Regions from separate parts of the Mus musculus genome. Here regions 2, 3, 4 and 5 are each linked to region 1. The links are chromatin contacts, called in public Hi-C and promoter capture Hi-C maps. All regions are on one chromosome and are shown on one strand. The core of a region is the stretch at or near the end of the contact, and the rest is flanking DNA. Distances in the headings are between cores, read along the strand shown.

Region 1 (2,700 bases), core at 192-2,691:
AAGGAGGTGCCAAAATAAGAATGAATTTTCATACCAACATTCTGACTTGATAGAGTAAGAGCAAATTTTGCTGTTGACTTTCATTGGGTTTGGGTCACACTCTACTTTTATTGCCACGATTAGATCAACAGATGCCATGGTCACATTTCTGGAACATACATCAGACGATCTAAATGTAACAAATCAACATGGGATGGCTGGGCAGAATACTTTAAACACAACTGGCCACAAAACGACCAGCTGTTATCTCTGTACCTGTCAATGATCTTGACCCAGGCCAGATGTTTCCAGATGTTTCTGACCAACCCCAACAAAAGCAGTCCTTTGAGTTCGGGCCTAGGTGTTCTTAATTGGGTACTGCTGTTTCCATTTGAGGACCCAAACCTACACATCTCAGAGGCACTGAAAAGATTAATTCGTACAGAGAGCTGAGAAAATTGACCAAAATTTTTACTAAATTAGAAGAACACATTCCATGCTCGCTTCGGCAGCACATATACTAAAATTGGAACGATACAGAGAAGATTAGCATGGCCCCTGCGCAAGGATGACACGCAAATTCGTGAAGCGTTCCATATTTTTGAGCTAAGACGAAAGGATGGACTATCTAGAGACTACCCCACCCGGGGATCCATCCCACACTCAGCCACCAAACCCAGACACTATTGTATATGCCAGAAAGATTTTGCTGAAGGGACCCTGTTATAGTTGTCTTGTATGAGGCTATGCCAGTGCCTGGCAAATACAGAAGTGGATGCTCACAGTCTTTTAAAAGATGGAACACAGAGCCCCCAATGGAGAAGCTAGAGAAAGCACCCAAGGAGCTGAAGGAGTCTGCAACCCTATAGGTGGAACAACAATACGAACTAACCAGTGCCCCTAGAGCTCGTATCTCTAGCTGCATATGTATCAGAAGATGGCCTAGTCGGCCATCATTGGGAAGAGAGGTCCCTTGGTATATTGCAAACTTTATATGCCCCAGTACAGGGGAATGTCAGGGCCAAGAAGAGGGAGTGGGTGGGTAGGGGAGCAGAGCAGGGGAAGGGTATAGGGAACTTTCGGGATAGCATTTGAAATGTATATAAAGAAAATATCTAATAAAAAAAAAGAAAAAAAGAAGAACACATTCCCTAATACTGTGCTTCTACAAAGCACAAAAAGAAATCAAAGAAATACAGTAAGGAGAATGTTGCAAAAGCTTGCAGGCCCAGTAGAAGGGGTCTCATTATCCTTCCAGGAACTCCTTCGGGATCTGGACCGGAGGACTTGGGTGGTGTGGTGTTCCACGTAATTATCTAGGCCAAAGGTCTTCCAGTTCCAGCCCCAGAAGCTCTCACCAGGCCCTTAATTATGCTGACTAGGCCCAAGCTACTCACTCTAGGCTCTCATTGGCCGTCCTCTCACGCCACACCCCCTCGTGGCACGAGGCCACGCCCCTCCCACTGTCCCTTCCTCCCAGTGGGCTCTACTGGGCTCTCCTTGAGGGCCCCGGGTCTTCACACTCACGGTCCACACCTCCCCGAGGTCCTGTTCCCTAGTGGTCCACCCCTGCCCAGCCAGGGTCGCCTCTTTCCATGGGCCACGCCCCAGAGATTCCGCCCCTCGCCACTCCCTCCTCGTTACCGCGCTATCTCCCCCTCCAGTAGTAATCTGCTGGGGCTTCCGGACGCTTTGCACGCGTAGCAGATGATCCTCGGTGCAGTCGGTTCTGTGCTGACCTCGCTCCTCCGCATTCACCGGGCTGCAGCAGTCGCCGCCATGAGTACTGGCACCTTCGTCGTGTCGCAGCCGCTCAACTACCGCGGCGGGGCCCGTGTGGAGCCGGTGGATGCTTCCGGCACGGAGAAAGCGTTCGAGCCAGCCACCGGTAACCTGGCGCGGGGCGGCACGCGGATGGGGTGGGTCTTCCCCGGCCCTGTGCACTGAGTCTGCTGCCCCGAGTCCTTCCGAGCTCTCCGCCAAGGGTTGCTGAACTTGCGTGGTCGCAGCACGGAGCACAGAATGTTGGGGAGGCTCCTGGAAAAGAGGGGGCGCTATGGGTGCGGTGGGGTGCGCTGGGGGGCCGGGAGTAACTACATGGCTGGAGCAGGAGAGTCTGGCGTAGAACCTGTGGGTCTTTTGAGTTTTGAGAGCTGGGCCTGCAGGAGAGTCTGCTACTGGGATGTTGACTCACAGGTGATTTCTGTTATGCATGATCCACATGACCTTCCCCCTTCTAGTGCTGGGATATTTCTGAACTTCGATGAGAGTTGGGAAAGGAGAGAAAAAAAAAAACAGCAGCCGACAACATCTGTTTAGCTTTAGTGCCTGCTAGCTCTCCAGGTTAACAAGAGAGAGAGAGAAAAAAAAACATTGAACATGTGTAATCACGTGTAGTGCTTACCACTGTTAATTAATGAACTTATCCGTTATCTCCACGTAGTTTCCACCTATGAGTAGTGAGAACTTTCATGCTCTGCACACTTGGCAGATTTTAAGTGAATATGTATTTTACGGTATTATTAGCTGTAATCACGATGTTCATTAGATTTCTACAGTTCATCCTTGCAAGCACTTAATGCTTTGGAGCAAACCCTTAGCACAAACTAAGGAGGAAGCGAGTTCTTTGTTTCTTGGACTTTGGGTTGACTTTTGTGTTTGTTTTGATTATTCTTATTGAATATTCAGAGCAGGGAAAAAAAATGTGTTCTGTAAGCCAGA
Region 2 (2,700 bases), core at 148-2,647, 1.6 Mb before region 1:
TATATGTGTGTGTGGTATATGTGTGTGTGGTATATGTATGTGTGTATGGTGCATGTATGTATGTGTGGTGTGTATGTGTATGTATATATGTGTATATGGTGTATGTATGTGTGTGGTGTGTGTATGTATATGTGCTATGTACATGTATGTATGTTATGTGTGTGGTATATGTGTGTATGGTGTATGTATGTGTGAGGTATATTTGTGTATGGTGTGTGTATGTGTATGTATTTGTGGTATGTATGTGTATAGTATATGTGTGTATGATGTGTGTGTATGTATGTGTGGTATATATGTGTATGTATGCCATGTGTGTGGTATATGTGTGTATGGTGTATGTATGTGTGTGGTTTATGTGTGTGCGTGTGTGTGTGTGTGTGTGTGTGTGTGTGTGTGTAGCTCAGAGGACATCTTACAAGAATGGCTTCCCATCTACCATGTGGGCTCTGAAGATGGAATTCAGACTGTCAGGCTTGGCAGAAACTACCTGAACCAGCTCTCTGCCTCCAGATTTGATAATATTGTCTTTCCATTTAGAAGGCTGGTAGACTGAAAAGTAACTGTGGACTTCTTGACTTTCTTTTTTAAATCAAAGAAACCAGAGGCACCCTCCCATCCACATGATCCTTTCCGGGTCTCTGTCCCGTCTCAAAGCTTGTGTACACTCACCTACAACTCTCCGTTATGCTTATTTCTCAGTTTTATTTTTTATTTTGTTTTGAGGCAGTCTTGCTACACAGCTCAAGTTGGCCAGGTATTCACTGTTAGTCCAGTGTGACCTCAAACTCACACTCCTCCTGCCTTTGCCACATGAGTGATACGATTTACAGGCAGGCAATCTAGGCCTGACTTTTATCGTTTTCTTACTGTAAATGACCCCAAGGGTGAAAAGTTGACAATTAGAGGAAGCATGTGACCTCGGTTTGGTGGCACATACTGTAATCTTGACCTGTGGAAAGCTGAGGAGGGAAAATTGTGAGTTCAAGACCAGCCTGGATTAAATAGTGAGATTTGTCTCAGGGAAAAGAATTTTGAAAACAATGTAAGCTATAGTATTTCACACTATTTATGGTCTGAATTGAGGCCAAGTTCAGAACTATACCTCAAATATCCTCCTTTCTTTGTGCTTCAGATAAAGAAGCTGACGTCTGGAGATGCTTCAAGGCCACACAGCAACTTAGATATATGCCTAGGGTCTGACTTCAGCAATTGAGAGTCACGTACAAATTAGTAAAGAATTAAAATAATAAAAAAGTACATTAAACTACAGTCAAATTGAAGAAAAAGCAAAATTCAGACGGATGCACATTCTTACACCCCAAACCTCCAAACCTTCAGAACTTCCTGCCTATGAATCGAGAGGGGGAGTGAGAGGGTGTCTTGCTGGCAGGTGCTGTCTCAAAGGCCCACAGTCCTCCACTTCCTGGGGTGTCAGCCACAGAACAAAGCCAGCAGAGACTCCATCAGCGCCTCCTTTTCTCCTCATCCTCCCAGGCATAGCTGCCTCTGCCTCTGCCTCTGGGTACCATCCCAGGGAAGCAGAAGATGAAGTGGAAAGTGTCTGTTCTCGCCTGCATCCTCCACGTGCGGTTCCCAGGAGCAGGTAAGGGCTCTGTTTCCCGCGGCTCGACCCTTTTAGAGCCTCTCCGTGTGTCTGAGGGGCAGCGGAGGGGTGCCAAGGACCTGGTGCTTCTTTTAAAGCTTGTCTTCCCAAAGTCAACGGGCAGAGTGGGCAGCGGCAGTGTGGGCTTGGGTCCCACCCAGGCGTCTGCTCTGTGACAGCCAAGCTGGTTATCGGTTGGGGGCCAGCTGTTTGAAAACACAGTTGTAGATTGTCTAATGATAAAGGCAAAAGAAAAAGACTGTGGAGGGAAAGGGCAAGGAGAAACGCAGCGAGTCAGCAACTGAGACAGCTCTGCGCGGACGGGAGAAGCGGCACAGGATCCGAAACACCAGCCAGCTAGGCCTCGCTCCTCTACTCTGGTTTCCAGATATCATGACTCCTTCCGCCCCTCTCTGGTTGGCATTGCCGCTCAGCCCCGTTCTTTCCTCCTTTGCCAATAAAGGACATTGCCATGGTCAGTCAGAAAGGGTCATGGCCTGTGACCCTGAGTATCCTGAAACATCTGGTAGAGGCCGAGCCCCTACAAGAGAACTTGAGGCAGGGAGGGAGGGAGGCGTACGGAGTAGGCATCCATATTTGCAGCCTTTTGCAAGGCGCATTGCCACCTTCTGGCCCAGAGCATTTAAGTCTAAGCTCACCCTGTCAAGGCTGTCCCCCACATCACAGCCACCAGCTACCCTATGACATACTGATTCTCTGTGATATACTCACATGGCTCTCTATCTGAGCCAAGCAGCCAGAGACACGGACAGAAATGCTAGCAACAGGTTGAAGAATATGTGTTAATACGTGACCATCACGAGTCACAACCAGCCCAGAAGACAACTTGCGCCAGAGCCCACTGCATCCCTCCAATGCCTGGCATTTGGCATGCGGTAGCCTTAGTGTGCTTCCTAGTTCAGCAGTCGGGGTGGAAGCGAGGGAACAGAAGACAAAAGACACCACTCACAAGATTGGTGTCATGGCCGTTTTACAAGAAATGGGACAATCTGTATTTGAATCTAGAAAGACAAGGATGGTAGCTGTAAGGGGTACCCTTCCTCCAATTTAGAGCTCTCCTGAGGGTGACAGTTTGT
Region 3 (2,700 bases), core at 193-2,692, 1.3 Mb before region 1:
AGTGGCTGTTATTAAAGGTCTGAATTACTAAACATGAGAGGCGGGGAAAGCCAGGCGGCCATTTCAAGAATATAAACCTCCCTGAATTAGACATTATTCAAATGAGAAGCAAGTAGAGAAGACCCAGCACGCAGCTAGAAAGCACTACCACACACAGTCAGGGAGGGGGATCTCCGTGTCTAGCCACCACCCCCGCTCCCCGCAGTACAGGAGAAATCTAGAATATGATCAACTTGTCAGGCCAGCCCTTTGAGGGCAGGAGGGCAATCCTTTACGGTCCAGTTCTCGGGTGACCTCCGAGAGCTCCGAGGCCTCAGAGCGAGAGGGTCCCCAAGGCTACCAGCGCGTGGGGGGGGGGGGATGTGCGCGGAGGAGCTACCAGACCCCGCGAGCACCTCCAACCCAACTGTCCCGCGCGACCCACAGCAGCGCGGACCTCTGGGTGAGGGCCCGGGACACACGGACAACCGAAGCCATTTCCACGGAGGGGAACTTCCCCGAGGGTTCCTCCCACCTAGCCCAGCCTCCAAAGGGTCCGGGGGACCCCAGAGCGAGCTCACAACCCGAAGGCCAGCTCACAGGGCCCACGCCACGCTGCCCCTAACCAGAGACACGGACTGGCTGGGGTCAGGCCGCTGCCCCGGGCACGAGCAGGGCGCGGCTGAGGGGCCCCGGGCCGTGACCCCCGGGCTCGGCCCCACGCGGACCCCCCGCACGGCCGGGGGCAGGGCACCACTCCCCGGTGCGTCCCGCAGCGAGCAGCGTTCCCCAGCCCGAGCCCGCGCCGGCTCCCAATCCTGGGGGGGCGCCGCGCGGGTGTCCGGCCACCGGGGTCCGCTCGGGCCCCGCCGCCCACCGGCATTGTGCTCGCCGCCACCTCTGGCCCCTCCACGCCCCCCCACCGCCCGTCCAGGTCTCCCGCCCGCACCCCGCCGCGCCCCGCCAGCCCAGCAGCTATGAATATGTAAAATGTCTTTATTGTCCTCTCCCGGTGCCCCGGCCCCGCCGCCTGCCGTGGACCCGCTTAGATTCGGGCACCGTGCGAGGAGGCGGCGGCGGCCGGCGGAGGAGGAGGGCCGGTGCCGGCGGGCGGGCCGGCGCGGCAGCCGCGGGGTGGGCCGGGGGCAGGAGGAGCGCGGTGGCTCACAGCCCCCTTTGCCCCGGGTCTTCTTCCCCCTCCGCCCGGCCGCTCCGAGCTCCTTTTCCCCCTCCGCTCGGCGCCCAGAGGGGGCTGTGTTCCCCGGCCCCCCATCTCCTCGCCGTTAATTATAATAATCCTGAGTACTAATAAATTATGCTAAGTCGCGGGGGGGGCAGCGGGAGCCCGGCTCGAGTATGAATATGAATATGTAAAATGCTGTAATGATTACCTGCTGCTGCTGCCGCCGCGGCTGAACTCTCATCTTGACTCGCTGCTCCTCCGTCCGCCATTTTGAATATTTTAACCAAAATCGCCCGGTCGATAAACCCTCCCTCGCTCCCGCTCCCCTCCCCCTCCCGCCCTGCTCGCCGCCTCCCTCCTCTCCGCACCCTCCCGTTCCTTCCTCTCCCGAGGCGCGCGCCAGGGGGCGCCCGAGGCCGGCGCTGCTCTCCGCCGGCCCCCTTGGAAGAGCTCCACCCCCCTGCGCGCGCGGTGCGCACGCGCGTCCAGGCTGCAGGGACCCCGCCCCCTCAGGCTTCTAAAGTGCCCCCTAACCTGCCAATCATCTCTTCCTTGTTTTGTTTTTTTTTCTTTCCCCCTCCCGTCCGCGCCGCTGTGCGCACGCGCAGTTTTCTCCACGCGCCGGAGAGGTAGGAAGCGCATGCGCGTCTCTTCGCCCCCTCCCTCCCCCCGGGAGCGCGGCTTCACCCCAAAGTGTAGTATGTCAAGTGCTTGTTTACGTCTCGGGATGGGCTTCCCGTCTTCCGTGTTAGTCCCCTCCCGGATAAGTTCGGGGTTTCCACGGCGGTACTGTAAAAGGGCAACATGCCCGGCGTCTCGCCGCGAGGACACGCGTGAGGGACTAGCGAGCGCTCCACGGCCGCGCACTTTTTCAGGACTCCCTCGCAGTTGACTGCGACAATGGAGGGGACCGCTCCCCGCCGAGGTAATTTCCGGCCCTGTGTGCAGGTGGGGGCGGAAACGCCCTCGGCGGGCAACGGGCACGAGGCACCTGCTGGGCCACGCGCGGACGTCCCGCTTTAAATTTGAATCCGAGCTAATCCCCGCCCCGCGCCTCAGCCCACGCCGCAGATTCGGGGCGGGGCCGGCGGGCGGACTCCTGGGGGCGTGTCCTGGCGGCTCTAATTAGCCAGGCAAAGAGTCGCCTCCACTTGTCGCGCGTGCCCGGCCCAGCCTCTGTGGGAGCGGCCGTCCGAGTCGCCCGGACGCCCTTGCACGCGCCCACCCGTGCGAAACAAACAGACCCCATCTGCGTAGGGATTCTTTTTTCTTTTTTTTTTTTTTTCTTCTGGAGCACCTTTTAAAGGCTAATTGTAAACTGACCTGATTAAAACCATGCAAGTTGGCAATAGCGCCAACGGTTACGAATTCTCTTTGCTCTGTCGTTCAGTAAATACGATCGCGGGGGGCGGGGGGTGGGGGTGGTGATATTCCTCTTGTGACCATCTTCCTAAGTAATTAGCCAAAATATTGCCCAGATTGCTCCTTTATTGCAAAAAAAAAAAAAAAAAAAAAAAAAAAAAAAGGCCTGGATGAAG
Region 4 (2,792 bases), core at 23-2,522, 1.4 Mb before region 1:
GAATGTAATTCTGTAATTTTGGGAATGACTAAACAGAAAAGGGTCTGGAGATCATACAACATACCATAATTTGAGAGAGAGAGAGAGAGAGAGAGAGAGAGAGAGAGAGAGAGAGAGAGAGAGAGAGAGAGAGAGAGACTTGGTACATCTTTCTTTAACTTCATCTTAGCTTTTATTGCTTCTTCATGCTGAGGGTAAAATGCCAACCACCATTATGTTTAACTGTAACCCATTCTTCAATGGGCAGCATAAACTCTACCTCCTCTAATGATGTCTTCCATAACACTTTCTTTCCAACTTGGAAATACATTTTTCCTTATACTGAATTCTCATGAATCACATACTTCTTAAGGAATAGTCTCAATGTTGACTGCTTATTTTTTATATGTATTTTTCTGTAAAATGAATTTGATATCAAAATCATTATCTTACTGCACTGCAGTGAGTCCTCTGGGTGCAGTAGGCACCTGGAGTACTGGAGACCACAAATGCAGTTCTCCTGTCTTCTTCTCAACTTTCTTACAAAGCTAACCATCTGTTCTGTGTACTGCTGCCATCATGTGTGTGGTGTGTATGCATGTTTCTATATGTGCATAGTTCACTGCACATGAGATTGATGTTAGGAATCATACTTGATCACTTCCTCCATATTCACTGAGTAGTCTTGCTAGCCAGCTTGCTTAGAGAAAGCTCTACCACTGCTTTTCAAGGCTGGACTTACAGGCAAGCCACAACAACCATCAACATTCATGTGGCTTCTTGAAATGAGAACTCTGGTTTCTCCCCCAACCCACTTGTTTTAATTTGTACACTTTCTCCCTCAATGGTGGTTCATTTTACCTTGCCTATAAGTGTATTTAAAAATTCATTAAAAGAAATAATCAACAGAACAAACTGACACCCTACATACAGAATGGCAGAACATCTTTATATCACACTTCAGACAGAGGGCTAATGTTCAGAATTTACAAAGAGCTGCAGAAGTCAAATACCAAGGAAATAAAACTGCCAATTAACAAATGGGCAGATAAGCTAAATAGATAACTTAAGAAAAGAAACAAACAAACAAAAATGGCCAATAACTATTTTTAATGTGTTAATATCCCTAGCCAACAGGGAAATAAGAATTTAAACTACTCTGAGATAAGACCTCACCCCAGTGAGAATGGCTGCCATCAGTAAGTACGACAAATGTGATAGAAGATGTGGTGACACTACTGTTGGGAGATATGCAAATTAGTGTAGTCATTGTGGAAATCAGCTTGGAAATTTCTCAAATAATTAAAAATAGAACTACTACATGATCTTACTCTGTCACTCCTGGGCCCATACCCACAACTCCACAATCTATCATAGAGATATTTACACCCCTTGCTGCTTTATTCACTAAAGCAAGAAATTGGAATCTGGTCTGTCAACAGATGAATGGCCAATGAAAATATGATATATAAAACGAAATTCTATAAAGTTCTAACGAAAAATGTAATCACAAAATGTGCAGAAAAATTGATGGACTTTGATTGTGTAATATTAAATGACGTTACCTAACCTCAGAAAGAAAAAAATACATCATCTCCCTCATGTGGAAACTAGCCAGTTATATGCAAATAAATGTACATGGGCCATGATACCACATGTAGAAAAAAGAAGAAGAAAGGTTATGGGGGTGAGGGAAGGACTGACTGAATGTAGGAAACAGATACAAATACAAGGGATACGAAGCTAATTTCTTTTCTAACTCTGCCACGGATTTTTTTTTGGTTTTGATAGCTGATACCGCATAAAAATATATTAGATAGTGAAGTATAAAATTCAACGTGAAGGAAGCTTAATAGCTTCTGTTCTGAATGTATAATCTAATGGGATAGAAAGAAGTTCCTTGAGTTGTACAGTCTTTTGAATCTATTTTGGTGTGTTGTATTTATTTCTTTGCAACTCCTCCCAAGTGCTGATTCTAAAGTCATGTACCACACTATACCCCACTTAAAAAATAATTTACGAAGGAAGGAAGGAAGGAAGGGAGGGAGGGAGGGAGGGAGACAGGTAGGCAGGCCATTTAATAACATTATGTTGCTCTTCTATGCTTGATCTTGGATAACTCACCATAAACTATCCAGAACCAGTTTTGTTAATGTCTTGGCTTTTGGTAGATTGTTAAGAAGACTGTGAGTCTCATCTGTTTGTACCAAATCTAGTAATAACACCTATAACATTTTACATATAAGACAGAATCCTGAACAAACCTGAATCACAAATTTTCTGTGTGCATATGAAGATTGTCTGTCTAAAATGCATGGTCAGAATGCCTGACCTTCATACCTCTCATTACCCTTAAAATCTTATAAAGCAAACTCTTAGCTGTGATCATTTTAGGAAAAAGAGGTCGACACAACTGTCTCCTGAACCTATAAAGTTTTAGACTTTGGTTTTATATAATATTCAGGGCTCCTTTCTTTAAAATCTGGACTTTTTCATGAACTACAAAAACAAACAAACAACCCCCCCACACACACAAATTACTAAACAAATGAAAAAGAGCAAACAGTCTATATAGTTCACTGAATTTTAAAATGAAAACTAAAACAGGCATAACATGATCTAAATAAGCTACTATTTTCTTTATCATGGCACAAATGGTGTCACTGTGTTTCACGTTTTCTTTTCTTGAGGCAAGCAAGGTCTTGTTATGTAGTCTAGCCTGGCCTGAAACTCAAGATAATCTTCCTGCTTTAATTTTCCAACTGCTGGGCATAACCCATTACATCCTACTTTAAAACAAAACAAAAGAAAAC
Region 5 (2,700 bases), core at 145-2,644, 1.5 Mb before region 1:
GTTTGAACTGCACATTATAACCATTAGTCCATTAGTACAGCAGCTTGCTAAGAATTGACTTTGGTTCAAGCTTAGTTTAAAAAACAAAACAAAACAAACAAAACACCCACACCATACAAAATAGGTGGATGAGCATCTGTGAGTTTCCCTGCTTGCAGTTCACTGATTTTTGGAGGGATTTTAGGAAAAGTTAAAGGTAAAAGAAATTATTCAGGGGTGAAAATTAAATACTCTGGGAAATAACCAAAAGGAACTAAAAAAAATTAAAGGGATCAAAATGTTTTTGACCTTTAATATTAGTATGACCTTCTCCCAACTGAGAAACAACAACAAAAAAGGTACACATCTGTGTCTGCTACTGCCTCGCTGAACTTTTTCTCTGCAGAGAAACAAATGCACAGTTTCCTGCGGCAAAGCAAAGCAATCAGAAGGAGAGTCACTCCCAGCTCAAAGTGCAGACCACCAGGAACTGAAGCAAGTGCCCTCAGACGCCAAATGGGAACCTTTAACTCCAGTAAGGGCAACTCAGAGCTTCACTGCAGTGATTCCGTCATTTGTAAAAATTCTGGTACAGATAGTATAATAATAGGATATTGACAAATGGGGGAATTTAGTCTCTAAATTGCCCTCATCCATCTTCATCCATTTTCACAAGTTCTTCCTTTTCAATGGGCTCATTTATGTAGTCTAGAAACACCCTGAAAGCAATTACAGGAGGAAATCACTTTTTACATCAAATAGGAGATGCATGTCGTCATCAGATCTACTTAGCAGGGGCCTAACCAACCAAGAGACACTTGAGGCTGAGAAGTTCTTGCTCAGCATCTCTCTGAAGTTCCACAGATCCCTTGCCCAGCCAGGAAAGGGCCTCTGTCAGTCAGGGGACTGAGGAGACTCTCAGGCTTGGAGAAACTTGTGACCCACTCAGTGGACAGGAAGTCTGTGACTCTCTAGAGAACGGTGGTACACTCGCTCAGGCTCTTCATACTGACCTCTCTGGGATACCTCGTTAGTAGAAAACAGTTCAACAGAATTGCTTTAGAAAACAAGGGAGAGAACTGTCGCACAACTTCAGTATGCCAATTCGATTCTGACCAAGTAAATAAAAGGAAGTTTGGATGAAAATTTTTCATAAAATGAAAAAACAAACAAGCAAACAAACAAACACTAACAGTAGGAGCATTTTTTTAAGAGATAAGAAATCAGGAGAGCCACCAAGTCAGGTGTCTGCAGTAGTCTTTGCTCTTCGGAACCAAACCCTGCCCTGCAACAGGCACAGCTGTTCCCATGGGAAGTAGAAGGAAGCGTCACTGTTGCACCACAGGGTCTGGGCCTCAGGCTGCTCAATGATTCGGGGTGAGTGAGAGCCACGGCTCAGCAGGAATTCCTTCCTACACACAAGTGCTCCAAAGGCACCGCCTGATGGGGAGGGGCGTGTGTAAGGCAGAAGTGTTTGCACACACTGCCTTCAGCTTCTGCACCAAGCCTCTTGCATAAGTGGCAAAAGAAAATCGTTTTCTAGCACCTCTGTAAGAGTCACCAAGGATAAGGAAACCAGCACGAACATTCCCAGGAGTTAAGGACCTAAGTCTCCCTTGATCCCAAACCCTCCCTCCCCACAGTGTGGGCGCTCACTGAAACAGGATCCAGGAGCAAGAGATAAACATGTTCAATATATATATATAGATATATATATATATATATATGTATAAACAAACAATATCAGAGATACAGTAATACAGGCCTGCCTAAATTGTACCAGTTAAGAAAGGAACCCCCAACACAATTGATATGATTATAAACACCTTGTTATGACTTAATGGTCTGTACAACAGACCTATAAAAATGATTTTTTTTTTAAAAGAAAAAAAAAAACCAAAAAAACCAAACCAAAACAATAACATAAAAGAAAGAAAGAAAAAGAAAAAGACCCCTTCCTCTCCTGGAACTGGTGACCCACCTTAGCTTGTCGTCATGACTGCTGGACATGGTAAGTAGGCCTTTCACTTAGTTTTGTCTGTCTGTTTTTGTTTCTTTTTTTTTTTTTTTCTTTTAAAATTTTTGGTTAGAAAGTTCTCCAATCCATGAAGCAATCCTGAAAAGACATTGTTTTATTATAAAATTAGGCAAATGCTGTCCTGTCTCCATTCTTTCCTTTTTCTGGTATGTGTAATTTTTTCTTCTCTCCATGTCTTCTTCCTCCTCACAACATGGTGGGAGGAAGCCAATGACAGGTGTCATTTTCTTAAGCAGCTGGTAGCCAGCCTATCACCCTGTAGTGAGGAAAGCCTGTGGCAACCCAGCTCTGCACTCAGCTCACTGTGCCTTGGAGGCAGCTGTGGTGGTGGAAGCAGGCCCACTGGCAGAGGCGACTGTGAACAGAGAGCTCTGGATGGACTCAGTTGAGGTGGAGGAGGCATGAAGGCTGGCTGTAGGTGCAGAGTTCCCTGTGGAGGCTGCAGCGGCAGAAACCAAGCTTACTGGGTTGCTGGTGAGCAGAGAGAGGTTCTGAGGGTTCAGGAACAGAGGTGCAGTCACGATGTTCGGGGCTCCTCCTGCATTGGCAAATACCAGGTTCCCAGTTGCATCCAGAGACGTTATTGGAAGAGAGCCACTAGAAGCAAGAGCTATAGACAAAGAGCCCAGAACAGGAAGAACATTAAATTTCATCCTGGAGAAGCCAGATAACACAGATAACAC

The links. Promoter capture Hi-C pulls out the DNA fragments that hold promoters and counts their contacts. Hi-C and Micro-C count contacts between places; a contact is called where the count stands out from the background.
Region 2: a contact with region 1 is called in a promoter capture Hi-C map of stem cell-derived epiblast-like cells, with 4 times the contacts expected there. The contact joins the promoter of Cd247 here to the promoter of Aldh9a1 in region 1. A contact is called at or near these places in 3 of 39 promoter capture datasets (3T3-L1-derived adipocytes, liver and stem cell-derived epiblast-like cells).
Region 3: a contact with region 1 is called in a Hi-C map of B cells, with 6 read pairs. The contact joins the promoter of Pou2f1 here to the promoter of Aldh9a1 in region 1. A contact is called at or near these places in 2 of 39 promoter capture datasets (hippocampal neurons and pre-B cells), 1 of 484 Hi-C or Micro-C datasets (B cells), 1 of 115 datasets of contacts at active chromatin or transcription factors (large pre-B cells) and 1 of 9 other capture datasets (adipose tissue).
Region 4: a Hi-C map of B cells shows a contact between it and region 1, with 6 read pairs. The contact joins the enhancer-like site here to the promoter of Aldh9a1 in region 1. A contact is called at or near these places in 1 of 39 promoter capture datasets (pre-B cells) and 1 of 484 Hi-C or Micro-C datasets (B cells).
Region 5: a contact with region 1 is called in a promoter capture Hi-C map of trophoblast stem cells, with 4 times the contacts expected there. The contact joins the enhancer-like site here to the promoter of Aldh9a1 in region 1. A contact is called at or near these places in 5 of 39 promoter capture datasets (the 3T3-L1 cell line, 3T3-L1-derived adipocytes, the C10 cell line and 2 more) and 2 of 115 datasets of contacts at active chromatin or transcription factors (embryonic stem cells and large pre-B cells).

What each region holds. Positions count from the first base shown.
Region 1 is chr1:167,348,550-167,351,249 of GRCm38.p6, forward strand. Aldh9a1 (aldehyde dehydrogenase 9, subfamily A1) reads left to right here and starts at 1,442. Exons shown (of 11, transcript NM_019993.4): 1 at 1,442-1,867. The coding sequence starts at 1,687. It overlaps Gm24182 (a small nuclear RNA gene), which reads left to right and starts at 476; the gene lies at 476-582.
Region 2 is chr1:165,787,284-165,789,983 of GRCm38.p6, forward strand. It overlaps Cd247 (CD247 antigen), which reads left to right and starts at 1,398. Exons shown (of 8, transcript NM_001113391.2): 1 at 1,398-1,603. The coding sequence starts at 1,546.
Region 3 is chr1:166,001,192-166,003,891 of GRCm38.p6, forward strand. It overlaps Pou2f1 (POU domain, class 2, transcription factor 1), which reads right to left and starts at 1,443. Exons shown (of 16, transcript NM_198932.3): 1 at 1,371-1,443. The coding sequence starts at 1,431.
Region 4 is chr1:165,926,484-165,929,275 of GRCm38.p6, forward strand. All of the region lies in intron 2 of Pou2f1 (POU domain, class 2, transcription factor 1), which reads right to left. Among named protein-coding and RNA genes, the nearest start is that of Pou2f1, 75 kb to the right of the region's middle. Within about 2 kb of position 1,273, at least 11 of the 459 cell types and tissues checked have an H3K27ac peak or open chromatin away from gene starts, as enhancers often do. A contact at or near this core is called in B cells, where this site is marked.
Region 5 is chr1:165,873,422-165,876,121 of GRCm38.p6, forward strand. Pou2f1 (POU domain, class 2, transcription factor 1) reads right to left here. Exons shown (of 16, transcript NM_198932.3): 16 at 1-2,627. The coding sequence ends at 2,317. Among named protein-coding and RNA genes, the nearest start is that of Gm32999, 26 kb to the left of the region's middle. Within about 2 kb of position 1,395, at least 20 of the 459 cell types and tissues checked have an H3K27ac peak or open chromatin away from gene starts, as enhancers often do. A contact at or near this core is called in trophoblast stem cells, where this site is marked.